Regions from separate parts of the Anser cygnoides genome. Here regions 2 and 3 are each linked to region 1. A link is a contact called in public Hi-C data. All regions are on one chromosome and are shown on one strand. Each heading gives the region's core, a stretch centred on a gene start, on an enhancer-like site or on the middle of the called end of the contact. The rest is flanking DNA. Distances are from core to core; before and after follow the strand shown. Region 1 holds the start of HEYL (hes related family bHLH transcription factor with YRPW motif like). Region 2 holds the start of LOC106037939 (fatty acid-binding protein, liver). Region 3 holds the start of HMGCL (3-hydroxy-3-methylglutaryl-CoA lyase).

Region 1 (3,039 bases), core at 261-2,760:
TATGTATTTTTAACTGAAATCAATTTGGAAAGGGATGGGGAGTGGGTCTCAAAATTGCCAAAATAATACGGTTCTAATTCTTCTGGTTCAAAGTCACTTCTAATTTTGAAATGTAAGCTCCTAACAGCTCAGTTTCTTGATCAATTTCAATGGTGAAAATTACAACAAAGCATCAAAATTGTAGAAACAATGTGTTATAACCTAAAGCAAATGTTTTCTTTTAATTCTTTCGGTTTACAAACACTTTGGAGATGTCAGCCTTTCGCTCCAACACCGGCCGGCTGGTTCGGCTCAGTTTCGGGTTGGGAGGGAGGACGGCCTGGTTCCGTCTGAAAAAACGGTGGCGGGACCGTGCCTCGCTCTGCCCTCCCGCCGGGGCGCTGGGCTGGGGCAGGCGAGGGCATTCGGCTTCCGCGGGAGCTGCTGGAGAGGTGGAGAGGTGCTGGGGACCGTGGGCGATTGGGGGCTGGCGGGCTGTGCGGGTGAGCCGGCAGAGATGGCTGCGGCAGATAGGGAGCGTGCGGCGAGGCGCCTCCACGCACGGGAGACAGGCGGCGGGCGGCTTGGCTGGCCCGAGCGGCGACGCGCTGTTATCGCCGCCACGGTCTTTGCAAAAGGCTTTGGGAAACCCACGTGCTGCCAGATCTCAGCGCCGATTATTTTTTTTCAAAATAAAAGGCGTTATTTTTGTACTGTGAACCTCCACCTCAGCTCTCTCCCTCCGCCCCTCTCTCTCCCACATGCACACGTTTTCGGTGCCTTTGGGGATTTTAGCTGCGCAGGGTCTGAAAAGTGGCCTCCTCCTACCTCCTCCCCGCAGGCTCAGGGAAAGCGGGATGCTCTCTAGGTGCCGGGCTGCGGGTCAAAATTTCCCACACTGTGGAACGAGACAGAAACCATCCTAGCATCATAAAACCTAAAGCTGGGCTTTGGTCGGTTTGTCTTACAGGGTAGGTCTCGGATGCCCTGGCAGCGCCACGAGCACTTGAAGATGCTCCAAGGCTGCGGGAGCGTGGCAGGGGGCCGAGCTCCCGGCAGGACCTCGCCGGGGACCACCACGGAGCAGCGCCGGGGTGCCCAGCTCGTCCCGACGCCTCCGAGCGCCGTGCCACCGCTGCCCTCCCGGGCCTCGGCCGCTGCCCGTGATTAATCCCAGGCGAGGGCCCTTGGAGCGGCGTCCTCAAACAGCTCCGCGCTCCCAGCGAGCTGGTTTCCATCTGAATCATAAGGCTCCCGGAGCGGCTGCGCCGCGCAGAGCCGGGCAGACATGTGTGTGCGTGTGGGGCTGGATGTTGATTTTTCCCTGAAACAACTCCGGGCTTTATCAGTCCCATCTCTTTCCCACGGTTTTCTGTTGCCAGTGAGGTCACTGGTCCCTTTAAACTGGGGCTGAGGCCAACGTGCGGCGGGTGGAAGGGGGGCCGTGGGGAGGGGGGCGGCGGGCAGAGGGGGCCGCGGGGCGGTTCACACAGCCCGGGCCTTTTACAGGAAGGCTCCGGAGGGCGAGCGGCGAGCGGGGGGGGGCGGGGGGGCCTGGGAACCTGGGAGCGCCGGCGCGGCCGCGTAATCCGTCACTCCTGGGAGATGTCTCATTAACCCATTAACCAGGAGGCTGGGGACGTGCCGGCAGCAGAGCGAGGCAGAGCCGGGGGTGTGAGAGGCAGAGCGCAGGGGAGGAGCCGCCCCGAGCCCGGCACGCACCGGGGGAGCCGCTCGGCGCAGCCCGCACCGGGACGGCGCTGCCACGCGGGCTCCGGGACACGCGTGGGGCCGCCGAGCAGAGCCGAGCCGGGCCGGGCAGGGCAGAGCCGAGCCCCCGCCGCCACCCCCAGCCCCTCGGGGCCGCCGGGCCAGGATGAAGCGGCTGTGCGAGGAGAGCTCCTCGGACACGGAGTCGGACGGCACCATCGACGTGGGCAAGGAGGAGGAGTACAGGTGGGGGCTGCCCCGGGGGGCGCCGGGGCCCGGCCGGGGGGACCGGGGGGCATCGAGCCACCGGGGCCGGGGCTCGGGCTCGGCCGGGGGGCGCCCGCGGAGACGCCGCTGCCGCCCGGCGGGGGGAGCCCCCGGCTGGGCCGGGCCCCCAGCGCCGCACGGGGACCCGAGGGCGCCCGGGGGACGTGGAGGCAGCGGGGGCGGCTTCGCGCTGGGAGCCCTTCCCCGGCTGGTGCCGTCCTAACGCGCCGGCTGCGGCTCGGGGCCGCTGGACGGGGCCGGGGGGGTGCCCGGTTCCTGGCGCCCCTTCACCGGGGGTGCCCGGTTCCCCTCGCCCCTTGAGCGGGGCTCCCCGCGGGCACCGGCCCTGCCGCCCCCCGAGCTGCCGCCCCCTGTCCCTGGCCGGGACGAAGGAAGGGCTCGGTCACTTGTCCCCGTCCAAAATTCAGCTGCTTCTGAACTCCTGTTTCAGTAGCCAAGTGCCCCCCGCCGCGTCTAGCAAGGCTCCGGATAAATTAATTCCCCTTTGCTGCCTGCTGTCCCTGGCAGAGGAGTCGCCCTGCCCGGTGCCAAGCCCAGGTTCTCAAGGGACCGAACTCACTCGTACCGATTCGATCCCAGGCAGAGCCGGGCGCGCCTGACACCCGTACCCGGCGCGAGTTCACTGACCCCTCGCACAGTTTCTGAGTGCATCAATATTTAACCTGCCTTCCTGGTGCACATGCAATACATCCCATCGCTCCTCATCGCTGCGGCACCCTGAGTCTGTAGTACCCCGATGGGCAAAACAGAGGAATTGTTGCAATGTTTTATTTCAGTGAGCAGTAACAGTGAATTTTTGATCTCTCTCTGTTGCTGCTCGTCTGTTCATCTTCTCAAGTCAGCCTTAGAAGCAGGCAGTGCTGCAATGTGGTGGTATTTGTATACGTTTGCATTGTGGCTCATGTCACGCAAACGCATGGCAGAAAGAACCACTCCTGCCCTGCTGGGTCTGCGCGCAGAGCGATGCAGCCCTGCGTGGGACGCGAGGATCAGGCAAAATGAAACACTTCCAGGTGGGGAGGGAGGTCTGGCGATTAGGGCCGAGGGAGGGAGTCGGCGTCT
Region 2 (3,039 bases), core at 162-2,661, 170 kb before region 1:
TTTTTGTTTTTTTGGTATGAATAATGAACTTTTTTAAAGCCAGAGATTAGGATGTGTACACGACCAGTCCTTGAAGAAAAGGAACGTTACACTTGCTTGCACATGGTTGGCCTGCACGAATCAGGAATTTTCCAGATTCATGAGAAACGAGTTATTTATTGACCTTCTTGTTAACTATCCTGAACTAAACATCGCTGGGAGAAGAATAGGTTAATTTATGTACATTTTAATAAAGAAATATTACTCTTCAGTCAAAATGGCTGATATGTTTTTGAAAAAGCAAACAAAAAATAGATAAAATGTTTAAGAGAAATGTCTTCTTGAAACCAAGAAAAGGTTGATTAATCAGAATTAGAGCACAAGTTTTCTCAACTCAGAGCCTCATATGCTGTCTGCTAATCAGAATTAGAGGTAAAATAGGCTTGAACATAACCATTTCCTACGCTATGGGCATCTGGCTCTTTGAGTCTGAATTTTTATTTGCTAAAAAAAAAAAATAATAATGTTAATTTGTAAGAAAAAGATAAGAATTGTTTTCCTGTTCAAACAGAAGAATTACTGACCTGTATAGAGTAACAAAAGTTAACTTAGAAAGGTCAGCTACCCCTGGGATACAGGCTCTATTTGAATTAAGCAATATAATTGCAAGACACACAATCTAGTGAATGCCTTCCAAAATCAACAACCATTCTTGCACAGACAGCAAGGAATATCACTCACTGTCTATAATGACTGAAGAATTCTTGGTGCAATCGGTGAGAAGAAAAGTAACGCATTCCAGTTACTCATTTAATTTCAGTCTCCAAGCAATGTTCCATATTTTATTTTACCTTTAATTTTCTATGTATGTAATGACTATTAAAAAACCCCTACATTTAATACAGATTTAGATGCACGTTACTGACATCTACTGGACAAAGTCATAACTGACTGTCCCACTCCAAGGAGACTCCCTGCCATCGAGTGATTAGAGGACCATAATTTTGGAAGAAATAGTTGTGGGTTTTATTCCCACCTTGTAAGTTCCAAGTGCCTGTAGTACAGAATATTGTGATGATTAGGAGGTTCCTACCATACGACAGTAGTTACCTCATATCTATTTTAAATTATGCCATTTTATCTGAAGAATTCTATCTAAAGCACAGAAAATGCATTTAATTTAGAAGCTGTCAACAAAAAGAAAACAAATTAATCGATGCAACACTTTACAACAATTATGAATAATTACCTGAGTTCAATGACCCACAATAAACAGTACATCCCAAAAGAGTCGGTCAAGGTAGGACTTTGTAGAAAGCAGAATGAACTAGAGGTTATGATCATTAAGAACAAATAAACGATTAATAATTGTTACTTCACTGTTAATAATTAGCTGATCATCTCACAGTTTGGGCTGGCCTTACCCTTTCCATAAATAGCATCTGGGTGACCAGGGGGAGCCCTCATTTTCCTGTTAGCATCACTGCCCTCACACTGCGTTACATCTTCCATAATGGCATTCAGTGGAACCTGGCAGGTCTATGCTCAAGAGAACTATGAAGAGTTTCTGAAAGCTCTTGGTAAGTGTCAAGTTATTTCTGAAATAATTTCCTTGATTTGCAACACATGCTTTGTATGACATCTTTTATTACAGTATTTCTATGTGGTTTTGTTTGTTTGTTTGTTTGCTTTTCTTTTGTTTGTGTGACAAACTACTCCCTGTCAGGTAAGTCTATTATATCTGATTTGAAATTGAAAAGAAGCAATCTTAACACGAGTCCCTCAGTAAAAAAGAGGTATATCAGAAATTGACTTATTTTGGTTAAGACATAATTTTACAAATACATTTAACTAGAATCAATTTGTCAATGACATACAGATTTCCAATGTGCTTTAGTAGAGGGGGCACTTTCCCTAGCATTACTGATTAATGTATGTGATAGCTGTTTCATAATCTATAAAGAATTTACTTTGTAGTTATGATTTAATAGGTGCCAGCATTAATAAAAATGCACTTACCCTCTTGACAGTCTTGGCAAAAGATTCACGTGTTTTTAAAAGTACGAGATATTTAGTAGAAAAAACTCAGATACAGTTGACAAGCCTAGCTCTGCAGTATGATGCCTAAACCAACCCATTTCCTGCTGAAGATGACACCTTCAAGTCATGCTAGGTAGTTTGAGGTCACCTGCACTGTTGCAGCTCCAACCAGACAGATAACTGTCATCTCCAGCCTCCCTGGAAAGAGGTGAGGGAAACTGAGTAACATATATGGTGTTAGTCACAGAGAAATGTCGTCTTGTGACGAGCCATTACTGAAAGAAACAAAACATTGTCACACAGTATTAATCATTATAGTATCTAAACCTGCACAGACTAGATGGAATGGAACAGTATGTCCATCGAGAAGTGAGGAATCCAAAACGGGATTTGCCTTTTACCTTGGACATCGTTTTCTGTCATTGGTTTGTACCCTCTGCATCTTGATCAGAGAAAAGAATTGGCTATTTCATATCAATGCACTATGTCATAACAGAAAAAGTAACTTTTTTGCCTTTTTTCACAGCACTGTCAGAAGAACTTATCAAAGTCGCTAGAGATATTAAGCCTGTTGTTGAAATACAGCAAAAAGGAGACGACTTTGTGGTGACATCAAAAACACCCAAGCAATCTGTAACTAACTCATTTACACTTGGAAAAGAAGCTGATATTACTACTATGGACGGCAAAAAGCTAAAGGTAACAAATTTCAGGAACAAGTGCATCTGTATTCATCTTTATACTTCACTCTCTGTGCATGAGTAAAACCTGTTTGTACCACTTCCATTAGCAAAAAAATAGAACATATCCATACATCTATCATTTCAACAAACAGAAGTGTTTCTTCTAAAACTCTTATTAAAATATGGTGATCTCCTGCTTAAATTAGCAGACGTAATTACGAAGCATCGGTATCATCTGCATTTATTTCCTGTCTATGTCTAATTGAATTTCATTAAATCTTCAATTTTTTGTTTTCTATCTGCTTCAACAGTGTACTGTGAACCTAGTAAATGGGAA
Region 3 (3,039 bases), core at 300-2,799, 130 kb before region 1:
CTGTATGGTGCCAGTAGGTGAGCTGGTGTTCTCGTGCTGTCTGGAAAGGTCAGGCTTGTGTGGATCTCTCTCCTGTGGGCTTTTCACCTAGCTGAACTCTTGCTCTCTTAGGTACACTTCTAAAGGACCAGTTGTCTATGCCATTTTTCTGATCTGGCCTCAGGACAACGTGCTGCAGCTGTCCTCACCCACCCCATCCCCGGCCACGCAAGTAAGGAACCTGAAGAAAAAAGAGAGAATGCACTTTGAGAGCCCATCTTGGGAAGGCATGGGGTGGGAAGGCCCAACCCGACTTCATTTGGAAACTGGGGAGAACACGGCAGTTGGCATCACTTACTTCTTGCTCTGGGATGGCTTCACCCAGAGTCTTGCAGCATCCCAGGTTCAGGTTTTGTCACTGTTCAACACAGAGCAGTGGGTAGGACTGGGCAGGAGAGGCTTGTGGTCTGCCATAGAACAGGTAGGAACACGTCTCCCCTTTTGTTCCTGTTGACCCAGGGAGGTGAGGTCAGTAACAAGCCTCACACATAGAAGGGATCACGGGTATTACATCCCCAATTCAGATCAGGTACACTGACCCGCTAGTTGTAAGTGTAAGTGACGCAAATGCTGGGGTGCCCTTTGCTCTGAACAAACAGAGGTGAAGCCTCTCAGGTAAAAAAAAAAAACAAAACAAAACAACACAACACCTAAAACCAAACAAACTACAGTCAAAGGTTTGGCCCCAAAATACCCTTCGCGTTGCCTTTGTACACAGTGAGCGATGGGTGGAAACGTGCAGGACTGCTTTTAACGTGTGGGGAATGTTATGCAGAGACTGAAACGTGTGCTGGGTGTACCGGGGTGACCGAATGGGGAGCGCCTGTGGAAGCCACAGCTGAGCGTTTCCCCTGCCCTTTTTTGCAGGTGTCGATGTTGGGTTTTGCAGGGACTCTGGAGTGGCAGAAGGCCCCGGGTAAGGGACTGCTGGTAACTCTGCCACCCGTGCCTCCATCTCCCGTGCCTGCGCAGCCTGGCTGGGCTCTCAGGCTTGAGGGTGTGAACTGACAGCCCTGGCCTGACAGCAGCTGCCCCCCCGGCCTGTCTTTTGTATTAAGTCTAAGATGATTTTTCATTCACTGTTGAATAAATCGCTTTTCTCTCGAGAGAGTTTCTCGTCTGCCCGCTCTGTCTGTCCGTCGGTCTGTAAGTCGCTGTCTGTCCGGGCTGCCCGCTGCGGCGCGCTGCTGGCGGGGCACGGCCCGCGGGGAACAGCGGGGCCCGCTGGGTTGACGCCGAGCTCCTTGGCAGCTGCTGGGGCTCCGCCGCCGTGCTCGCGTGGGGCGAGGCCGCGCTCGGTGCCGGTGGGGACCGGCAGTGACCGCTCCGCAGGGGCCGGGCCGGGCCGGGGCTGCGGAGGGCGGGCGCGGGGTGGGGTGGGCGCAGCGGGGCCGCTGCCCGGGGGGCGGGGGGGGGGGGCGGGGGGGCCGGGGCCGTGCAAACACGGGGCTGTTTGCTCAGCGCCGCCGGCACCGGGGCCGCCTATAAAGGGGCGGCTGCGGGCGGCGGGGGCAGACCGGGAGCGGCCCGGCCGGACCCCGAGCGCGCGGCGGGAGCAGCCCGGCCACAGCCCGAGCGCAGAGCGGCCGCAGCCGGTCCCCGTCGCCGTTCCCGGTGCAGCCCGCCCGCTGCCGCTCCCGCCCCGCCGATGCCGCGCTGCGCCGCGCTGCCGCCGCCCCGCGAGGCCGCCCGGGGCCAGGTACGGGCGGGGGGGGGCGGGGGGGGGGGGGCGGCTGCCCGCCGCCGTCACGTGACCGCCGGGCCCCCCGCTCTGGGGCACGTGACGGCGCGGTCACGTGGGGGGCGGCAACCATGGCGGCGGCGCGGAGGCTGCTGCCGCGCTGGGCGGGATCGCTGCGGCCGGTGAGGGGCGGGGGGGGCCCGGGGAGCGGGAACTGGGACGGGGACCGGGGACAGGGACCGAGGACCGGGAGGGGGACGGGGATAGGGACAGGGACGGGGGACCGGGACGGGAACCGGCCCCGCCCCGCTCCCCTGACGCCCGCCCGTCTCTGCCCCCAGATCAGCGCCGCGGCCGCCGGCGCCCTCCCGCCCCGCGTGAAGGTGGTGGAGGTGGGGCCGCGCGACGGGCTGCAGAACGAGCAGGTAGGGCGGGCACCGGCACCGGCACCGGCACCGGGCGGGCAGGCGGAGGGCCGGGCGCGGGGCCGACCCCCCCCCCCCCGTCGTGCGTCTCGTTTGCCCGCAGAGCATCGTGCCGACGCCCGTGAAGATCGGGCTGATCGACATGCTGTCCGGGACGGGGCTGCAGGTCATCGAGGCCACCAGCTTCGTGTCGCCGCGGTGGGTGCCCCAGGTCAGTGCTCCGGGGGGTCCCGGCGTGGGTCTGGGGGGACGACGGGCCGGCGAGCAGACCGACCCCCCCCCCCCCCCAGCCCTCGGCACCGCGTCTGTAGCGAGCGAGGCGCAGAAAAGCCAAACGACGGCGCTTCTGCTGCTGTGGCCCTTCCCTCCGCACCCGGGGGAGCGGCGCGGGCTCACGCGCAGCTGGCGGCGCACGCGGTGACTCCGGCTCGGCCGGTGACCGACCTTTGGTCCGTCCAGGTGCGCGGTGCTGGGGGCTCTCTAGAGGCCAGTTTCCCCCCGTTCTGCGTATCGCTGTTCCCATTCGTAAAAAATGAATTTTAGGAAATGTTTTATAACTTGTGGAAGTGGATGACAAGCGTGTCGACACCCTTAGAAATCTGTCCGCGTTCCCTTTGCAGATGGCCGACCACACTGAAGTCATGCAGGGGATCAATAAGTTGCCTGGTGTTAGTTATCCCGTGCTGACCCCGAATCTGAAAGGATTTCAGGCAGCGGTAAGAGATCGCAGTGTTAGTGCTGGCAGCGTCCTGTGCGCAGGGCTGCCTGTGAAGGAACGTTTCAGCTGTGGTGAAGGGTGGGAAGCGCCCCTTGCATTCTGGTAGGCAGCAGTTTCATCTTACAGTTCCTTGAAAAAGGAATTGCTCTGCTGGGGAGCTAGAAACCTGATGTTTA

The links. Hi-C and Micro-C count contacts between places; a contact is called where the count stands out from the background.
Region 2: a Hi-C map of liver shows a contact between it and region 1, with 7 times the contacts expected there. The contact joins the promoter of LOC106037939 here to the promoter of HEYL in region 1. A contact is called at or near these places in 2 of 7 Hi-C or Micro-C datasets (both in liver).
Region 3: a contact with region 1 is called in a Hi-C map of liver, with 4 times the contacts expected there. The contact joins the promoter of HMGCL here to the promoter of HEYL in region 1. A contact is called at or near these places in 2 of 7 Hi-C or Micro-C datasets (both in liver).

What each region holds. Positions count from the first base shown.
Region 1 is chr24:7,051,104-7,054,142 of Taihu_goose_T2T_genome, reverse strand. It overlaps HEYL (hes related family bHLH transcription factor with YRPW motif like), which reads left to right and starts at 1,510. Exons shown (of 5, transcript XM_048049568.2): 1 at 1,510-1,935. The coding sequence starts at 1,856.
Region 2 is chr24:7,216,427-7,219,465 of Taihu_goose_T2T_genome, reverse strand. It overlaps LOC106037939 (fatty acid-binding protein, liver), which reads left to right and starts at 1,411. Exons shown (of 4, transcript XM_013184116.3): 1 at 1,411-1,559; 2 at 2,546-2,718; 3 at 3,014-3,039. The coding sequence starts at 1,493.
Region 3 is chr24:7,182,264-7,185,302 of Taihu_goose_T2T_genome, reverse strand. It overlaps HMGCL (3-hydroxy-3-methylglutaryl-CoA lyase), which reads left to right and starts at 1,549. Exons shown (of 9, transcript XM_066982501.1): 1 at 1,549-1,738; 2 at 2,062-2,145; 3 at 2,249-2,356; 4 at 2,766-2,861. The coding sequence starts at 1,688. It overlaps FUCA1 (alpha-L-fucosidase 1), which reads left to right. Exons shown (of 10, transcript XM_048049657.2): 9 at 112-211; 10 at 907-1,145. The coding sequence ends at 1,047.